2 separate regions of the Danio rerio genome follow, and region 2 is linked to region 1. Evidence: chromatin contacts called from public Hi-C data. All regions are on one chromosome and are shown on one strand. Each heading gives the region's core, a stretch centred on a gene start, on an enhancer-like site or on the middle of the called end of the contact. The rest is flanking DNA. Distances are from core to core; before and after follow the strand shown. Region 1 holds the start of ush1c (Usher syndrome 1C). Region 2 overlaps mob2a (MOB kinase activator 2a).

What was found. A called contact is a pair of places that touch in the nucleus more often than the background predicts.
Region 2: a contact with region 1 is called in a Hi-C map of an unstated tissue, with 6 times the contacts expected there. The contact joins the enhancer-like site here to the promoter of ush1c in region 1. A contact is called at or near these places in 2 of 18 Hi-C or Micro-C datasets (caudal fin and an unstated tissue) and 1 of 4 datasets of contacts at active chromatin or transcription factors (embryo).

Annotation. Positions count from the first base shown.
Region 1 is chr25:23,848,124-23,852,256 of GRCz12tu, forward strand. It overlaps ush1c (Usher syndrome 1C), which reads left to right and starts at 2,329. Exons shown (of 21, transcript NM_001039929.1): 1 at 2,329-2,428. The coding sequence starts at 2,393.
Region 2 is chr25:24,129,887-24,134,019 of GRCz12tu, forward strand. All of the region lies in intron 1 of mob2a (MOB kinase activator 2a), which reads right to left. Among named protein-coding and RNA genes, the nearest start is that of mob2a, 23 kb to the right of the region's middle. Within about 2 kb of position 2,120, at least 22 of the 62 cell types and tissues checked have an H3K27ac peak or open chromatin away from gene starts, as enhancers often do.

The DNA of each region.
Region 1 (4,133 bases), core at 1,079-3,578:
AATATAAACAAATTTTTAAATGGCACATCTTTGCATATTAGCCTGCTTGTTAGTGGTAAATAGCTACATTACCATTTTTAACTTATATTATAACACAACCGCTTTGCATGAGCTGTACCTCGCTGTGCCTACTGTATCAGCTCTACAGTGGGTTACCTAAAGAGGCTCTGTTAGTTTCGCTAGAAAATAAATACAACAGTGTCATAGCGACATCTTGTGGGCAAAACCCTGCCCTTCTCTCTCTGTCTCTCTCTCACACACACACACACACACATATATATATATATATTACTAGTAAAAAATTTGATATATTTAATTTATTAATTATTTTTCTAGGCTCAGTCCCTTCACCAATCTGGGGTCGCCACAGCGTTATAAACCGCCAACTAATTTCAGCATATATTTTACACAGCAGATGCCCTTCAAGCTGCAACCAACCACTTGGAAACATCCATACACACTCATTCACAAAGATACACTTTTACCACGTCTTAGGAATGATGGGGAAAACGAAATACCTTAAAAAACCCACGGCAACATGGGGAGAACATACAAACTCCACACAGAAATGCCAACTGAATCAGTCATGACTCAAACCAGCGAACTTCTTCCGGTGAGACGACAGTGCTAACTACAGAGCCACCATGTCACCTCATAGCATTTATTAAATGTAAAAAAAAAATAAACTGCTTTCTAATTGTGTGTAAATTGTTAAATTAAATGACAAACTACTACATATAATTTGTAGTAGATATAAATATTTAATTTATTGGATTTATTTATTACATTATGTGTAATTCAGTGATCTTGAAACATTTGATTAATGTGCCATAAAAACACAGTAAAACCAGTGACAAAATAGAATCACCTCAAGAAACACAATAATTACCCAGAAGAAAAGTAACTTAAGGACAAAGCCGAATGAAAAAACTATGTGTGTGTGTGTGTGTGTGTGTGTGTGTGTGTGTGTGTATGTATGTATATATATATATATATATATATATATATATATATATATATATATATATATATATATATATATATATATATATATATATATATATATATATATATATTTATTTATATATATATATATATTTATATATTTATTTATATATATATATATATATATCCCTAATTTCTGTTTAATGGAGAGATTTTTTTAGCACATTTCTAATCATAATAGTTTTAATAATTCATTTCTAATAACTGAATTACTTTATCTTTGCCATGATGACAGTAAATAATATTAGACTAGATATTTTTCAAGACACTTCTATACAGCTTAAAGTGACTTTAAATGGCTTAACTAGGTTAATTAGGTTAACTAGGCAGGTTAGGGTAAAGGCAAGTTATTGTATAACGATGGTTTGTTCTGTAGACTATCGAGAAAAAAAAAATATATAGCTTAACGGGACTAATAATTTTGTCCTTAGAATGGTTTTTAAAAAATTAAAAACTGCGTTTATTCTAGCTGAAATAAAACAAATAAGACTTTCTCCAGAAGAAAAAATATTATCGGACATACTGTGAAAATTTCCTTGCTCTGTTAAACATCATTTGGGAAATATTTAAAAAGAATAAAAAAGTAAAGGGGGCTGATAATTCTGAATTTTACTGTATATATTTGTGTGTGTTATTATTATTATTGTTGTTGTTGTTTTTGTTGTTGCAGTTGTTGTTGTTTTTGTGGTTAATTACATACATTTTAAATAACACATACTTTGATTTCCATACACTTTCTACTGTAAGGTTGGAAATTTATTTTCTTCACCATAAAAATATAAATAGTAAATTTATAACTATAAACTTCACAGATTTAATAAACTTCACAGACACAACACATTTAAAATTTAAATATATTTTGGCCAGGGAAATATATCTTTTTTATTGTTTGGAATCATAATAAAGTAGACAGAAAAAAAGGATTCATTGGCTTTACAATTTTTTAAGGTAGCCTAAGTAGTTGCAAATAATTTATAAGGGCTAAACTTAAATGAACAAATTAAATGTTCAACTTATCTTTTTTTTTTATTTATTTAGTTTGCAAGTACTTCCCATCAAAAAAAAAATGGTAAAATATCTCTTTTTTTCAGTGGACTGGAAATTATATATATATATATATATATATATATATATATATATATATATATATATATATATATATATATATATATATATATATATATTTTTTTTTTTTTTTACCATTTTGACGGTAAATGTTTTGAAGTCTTCTGGTAACAACTTAGTAAAAGGCAGTAAAATGACTGCATGAGTCAGCGACCTCTGACCGGCGCTGATCCTCCAGTTGCACCATCCGCCACAACTGACTGACAGGACGGGCAGACACATAGCAAGACGACCAACGGACTGAAAACACCGCCTGTTCACCATGGAAAGAAAAGTGGCCAGGGAATTTCGGCATAAGGTCAGCGTTTAAATATGTTGTCACTTCAATATGTATGGTAAATTAGCATCATGTTATCATTGCCCTAGCTTCGTAGTCTCTGCTCAGGAATGAATGAAAAGTTCGCGTTTTAACGGTGGCTTCGATTAATGTATTCAAAATTGCTGCTTCCGACAACAAAATGTTTGTTGTTTCATAATAAGTACAGCTTTATTTTCATATAAACTGTCGTTATTCGATCTATAAAGTTTGTTTTGTACTCAATAGGTGTCCATAGCATCATACAGTAGATTATGTCAGCTTTAGTGTCGTGCTTTATATCGTTTTACCAATGACTGTTCCTACTTACAATTTCGACGTTATTACATGTTTAGTCCCATTATTTTGCTTTATTTAAGCAACGTGCAGATAATAGCGTAGGTAGGTAAATGTACAGGTAGAAAGGTAAGGTGAACTATGACGCCATATAGCATGAGCCTTCTGATTGGCTGAAAAGGTGAAATGTTTACTAGCCGTTGTGCTAAAAATAAGGACATATCCGCACGACAGATATCATTATTATGTTTTATGTCTCCTAAATGTGAGGGTATAGTTATTAATAAATGTATAATTAGCATTTTATTTGTAATACTTGTGTTTTTGTAACACTATACAGAGACGTCCCATGTGAACTGGGTGTAATTGTAGAGTCGTACCATCTGTTGTGATGAATGAAGACTCCATAGTTTTTTTCCCTCTCAGAATTAGATGGCTGAAGTGTGTGGTCATCCAGAAATGATTGCTGTGTTTATTGTTCAGCCTGTTTTATTGCCTGTAGATGGGGGAGGAAAACTGCCACGCTATAAAATTAAAAGCTTTGCATTTAATTTCTGGTTTCTCGTTTATGGCTAATTCATTATGTTGTTAGATGACCTTTAAATTCATTTATTCATTTGACTTTTAATAAACCCCTGCAGAAATAAAGCTGGATTCAGTTATGGACTTCTGCTTTCTGCGTCAGTTTATGATGTTGAAGTCCAAAGGTAAACTGTCATTTAAGGTTGTCAGAATGTTTATGACACCTTATATAGCCTTTGAGCACATCGTCACAGTTTTAATACATTTGGCCTGATGTATTGATTTACAGTTGTTTGGATGTGTTTTTTTAATTGTTTATTAGCCCCCTATAATTTTTTTTTTTCTTTTTTAAATATTTCCCAAATGGTGTTTAACAGAGCAAGGAAATTTTTACGATGTGTCTGATAATATTTTTTTCTTTTAGAGAAAATCTTATTTGTTTTATTTCAGCAAGAATAAAAGTAGTTTTTAATTTTTTTAAACACCATTTAAGGACAAAATTATGAGCCCCTTTAAGATAGTTTGCTTTTCGATAGTCTACAGAACAAACCATCATTATACCATCATTAACCATCATTATACAATAACTTGCCTAATTACCCTAACCCGCCTAGTTAACCTAATTATCTAGTTAAGCCTTTAAATGTCACTTTAAGCTGTTTACTCTACTTGAACCAAGGCTGTTAAAGTAAGCCAAAAGATTATTTTTGTTAACTGAAATAAAAAAGATCACAATAAAAAAAGAAAAATGAAATCTAAAAAAATAAATTGTCACATTGAAATTATAAGGTTTAATCTGCGTTCTGAATGATTTTGAGATATTGAGCGTCAAAGTTTTTGCATTCCTTATAGCAAACAGTATGTGTGTAACATGACTTTTTTTAATAAA
Region 2 (4,133 bases), core at 870-3,369, 280 kb after region 1:
AACCCTTTTAGTGTCAAAATTATTAGCCCCTTTAAGCTAAATTTTTTTCTGATAGTCTACAGAAAAAACTATCGTTATCCAATAACTTGCCTAATTACCCTAACCTGCCTTTAAAGCCTTTAAATGTCACTTTAAGCTGTATAGAAGTGTCTTGAAAAATGTCTAGGCATATATTATTTACTGTCGTTAAGGCAAAGATAAAAATAAATCAGTAATTAGAGATGAGCTATTGAAACTATTATGTTTAGAAATGTGTTGAACAAATCTTCTCCCTGTTAAACAGAAATTAGGGGAAAAAATAAACAGGGGGGCTAATAATTCAACTGGGGCTAATCAGACTTCAACTGTATGTCTTCTTGCAGCCATCTCAGGTATTTTCATAAGAAAGTCGATTTATAATCCCCTGCTAACTGACATAGCATGTTACAGTAGAATGTAGCTATAGATGCATGAACTCACTGTGATTTAACTATTACAGAAACAGATGTGACTGGCTATATCATATCTAGATAAATAAGCTTAGATATCTATATCATATCTAGAAAGCTAGAACAATTTACGTTTTTCTGACTAATTTGCATGTATTGATATGATGCACATTTTATTGATTACAGTTATTTTATTTCACCAAAACTACACACATTTTATACTGTGAAAACAAATGTTAAGCTTTATTAGTAGTTATAACTATTCAGTTTCGCGAAAGAGTTGTATTATTACATCATCAACTTCAGCTCTTCAAAATAATGAATAAATGAAGTGCAGTGGCGGAATTTCTTTAAACATCATAGGACAACAGTGCCACTCCCACCTGCCGGTAGACACAGGTACTGCTGAACAGCTGACCCGACACAAACACTGTTAGGTGGAATGTGCGTGATGTACGCGGTAATTTGCAGTACTTAGAAAACAAATTAAATGTTATACACCATTATATACTTATATATTACATATACTTATATTTTTATTTAAGTGCAACATATTGCAAAAGATCAGGGGCTTTTGACAACACATCAGGGGCTTAAGCCCCCAAAGCCCCCCCCCCCCCCCCCCCCCCCCCCATCCCCACCCCCCCACCCCCTCGCAACGCCACTTGCATCATAATACAGTACATCACAATTTTGTTTTTGCTCAATTAAATCAAATAAATGCAGACTTAGTAAGCATAAAAACCTCCATCAATACAACTTTAGGTGAAAAAAAGTTTAAAGAAAGAGATTTTTTTTTTTTTTTAAGTAAAAAGTTAGTTTCATTAAAGTACATGTCAAGCACACACATATTGTCCAGCGCAGCCTTCACGCAGATTCATACCCCTCGCTGTGGCCATGGGCATCGCCAACGTGCACCTCTCAAAAAATGTAACTACACGTCTCAACGACACATATCGCAAACTTTGTGATTGGTAGCGCTAACGAGTGTGGGCTGTGCTAAGAGCCGCAAGCCGGATGAAAACGAGCGTTTACAAGTGGCGAGTCCCATGAAAGAGCTTCAGATGGAAACTTTTGTTTTGCGTTTACCTTATGATTAAAGTTGTTGCACGTCCGCTAATTCCTGCCTCTGAATGAGCGAGTTTTATCTAGCGTTCAGAAAAAATACTCCCAAAGAAACTCAACGCAGAGGATCCACACTTCAGAATTTCACCTGAAGTAGTAGGTCATCCAGGTATTTCTCGCATACTAATTTTTGAAATCTAAGAATTTGGACATACCACTCAGCTTGAATACTGTTTTTAGCGTACTATATAGTAAGGAAGTATGCGATTTCGGACGCAGCCTACGAATTCAGACATACTTCTCGGCTAGCATATCGGTACTATATATGCTATTTCAAAAACAGACATTGACTATTTTTAGACCAGTTTCTATACAATAAGCTTATACCATAAAATGTTATTAGCGTTTTAGCACACTAGTTAATAAATGATGTATAACTCATAATATTACTTATTCCAAATATTTCACTTTTATTATGTAGGCTATATAGCATTTCTCAAACAATAGGAAAGGGGCTAGTAGGATTGGGGTCATCTTACAATCTGCTGTTGTAAAGAGCATAGCGTGTCATTGCTCAGTCCGATAGCACGAGCCATGTGGTCAGGGTTACGTAAGTGTTTGATGAAATGTGTCAGACCTCCTGGTTGGACACACTGCCTGTAGGCACACATGAACAATTAAATCAATCACCACCAACCCTAGATGAACCACACTGCATCTCATAATAACCTTCCTCCACATTACAGCAGGAAAGATATATTATATACCATGACTATTTGTTGCTTCACTAATCTATTTAATGTTGCAAAATTTGTGGCAAAGTTAACACAATGATGAATTGATCCAAACCCTTTTTAACCCAAAAGAGTCAATGAAACCTCAGACAGTAACTCATGAACTTATGTAACTTTTAATACTTGGACAAATAGCTAAAGAATGCGATATTAGTTTTCACACAAGTTTAAGATGATAACATTTGTGGGAGGCTGGGTAGAGACTATAACAGCCGCTGTGTTCCTCTCACTCCTCTAGAACATTCCATTCATGTCCGCATACTTCCCAATATAGTCCAACATCCCTTTTAAAGACACAGAAACAAGACCTTCATTTGGGTTCAAAAGGGACTGTTAAAAATGTAAATTTACACAATCAAACAGGTGAAACAGATGGTGAAATTGTTATTAAATAAGCCTTTAGGATTAGTATATGGAAGTTCTTTTACAGCAGTGGTATAAAGATATGCTATTAGAGTGAATGCTTTCACAATCAGAGATGATTAAATGCTGCCATCTAGTGTATAAATTAGGAGTTTTAAGTTAATTTGCACAATAATACAGGCAATCATTTTATGGTGTTTTTGTGGCTTTTAGAGACACTTTCTCACACAATAGGCTGGAAATTCTGCTTTATGAGGAAATAGTTTTGACTCTATAGGGTTAGTTCACTCCAAAATTAAAATGCTATCACGATTTACCCAATTTATTTCAAACCCTGCAGAAAAAAAAAACAGCTCAAACCAGCCCAGGCTGGTTGGCTGGTTTCAGCCATTTCCAGCCTAGTCTTAGCTGGTCAGGCTGGTAGATAAAACCAGATAAGACCAACGTGACCAGCTTAGCCAAAATGGGAGCCTATTGGACTGAGTTCTGGTGACTGTGGAGGCCATTTGAGGTCAATGAACTCGTTGTCGTGTTCAAGAAACCAGTCTAAGATGATTTGTGCTTTATGACAGGGCGCGTTATCTTGCTGGAAGTGGCCAACAGAAGATGGGTACTCTGTGGTTGTAAAGGGATGGACGTGTTCATCATTAAATGCAAATGTTTTCTTGAAAAAAATAAGGAAAAGAATAAAAAAACTAACTACAATCTTATGAATATTAGTAAATTTTGTTAAAAACCAATGATGGAAATGACCATAATATAATTAATATAATTAACATTAATATATTAAAACATTACTGTAATAATTTAATACAACTAATGATGTTTTTGTTTTGTGAAGGATAATTTATTGGCGAGAGTTTTGTAAAGGCTAAATATGCAATGAAATAATGTTTTCGTGCTTATCATTAGAAAATATCATAGCTACATTTGAAAGTACTAAAAAACTAAAGATGGGGAACCAAAAATAATTCCTTGCAGTAAAAACATCATGGCTGCTAATTAAATCAATAGCCACCAACCACTGAAAATAAAAACAATATCAACAATCATAAATTGCATGAAATGTTCCTGTTTGCTGGTTTAGACCTTAAGATTTTTGTTTTTGTTGATACTGTCTGAGGTCATCATAGGGCATCTCGCAGCTGTCAGGCCACTAACTGCTCTATAAGACAACTGTTCAGTACTGCAGTGAAAGCCAAACACATTGCATACTCTATATTCTCTAAAACTGCAGCTGCAACTCCCTCTCTTTTAGTCTCCCAAATTACACATTTTACTTTGTTTTGTGTGATTCTTCCAATAGTAAACATACCTAAAAGAGAATTACTGCAGATAAACAACAGCATTTAGTGAATAGTTGTTTGTATGATAATAAGTATGATTGCATACATACAAATTAGCATGACTTGCTCATCTTCCAATGACATTTGGGTTTATGCGTGGAGTTTGAGGGCACACCTCTTTTTAAAAATCAAATGCT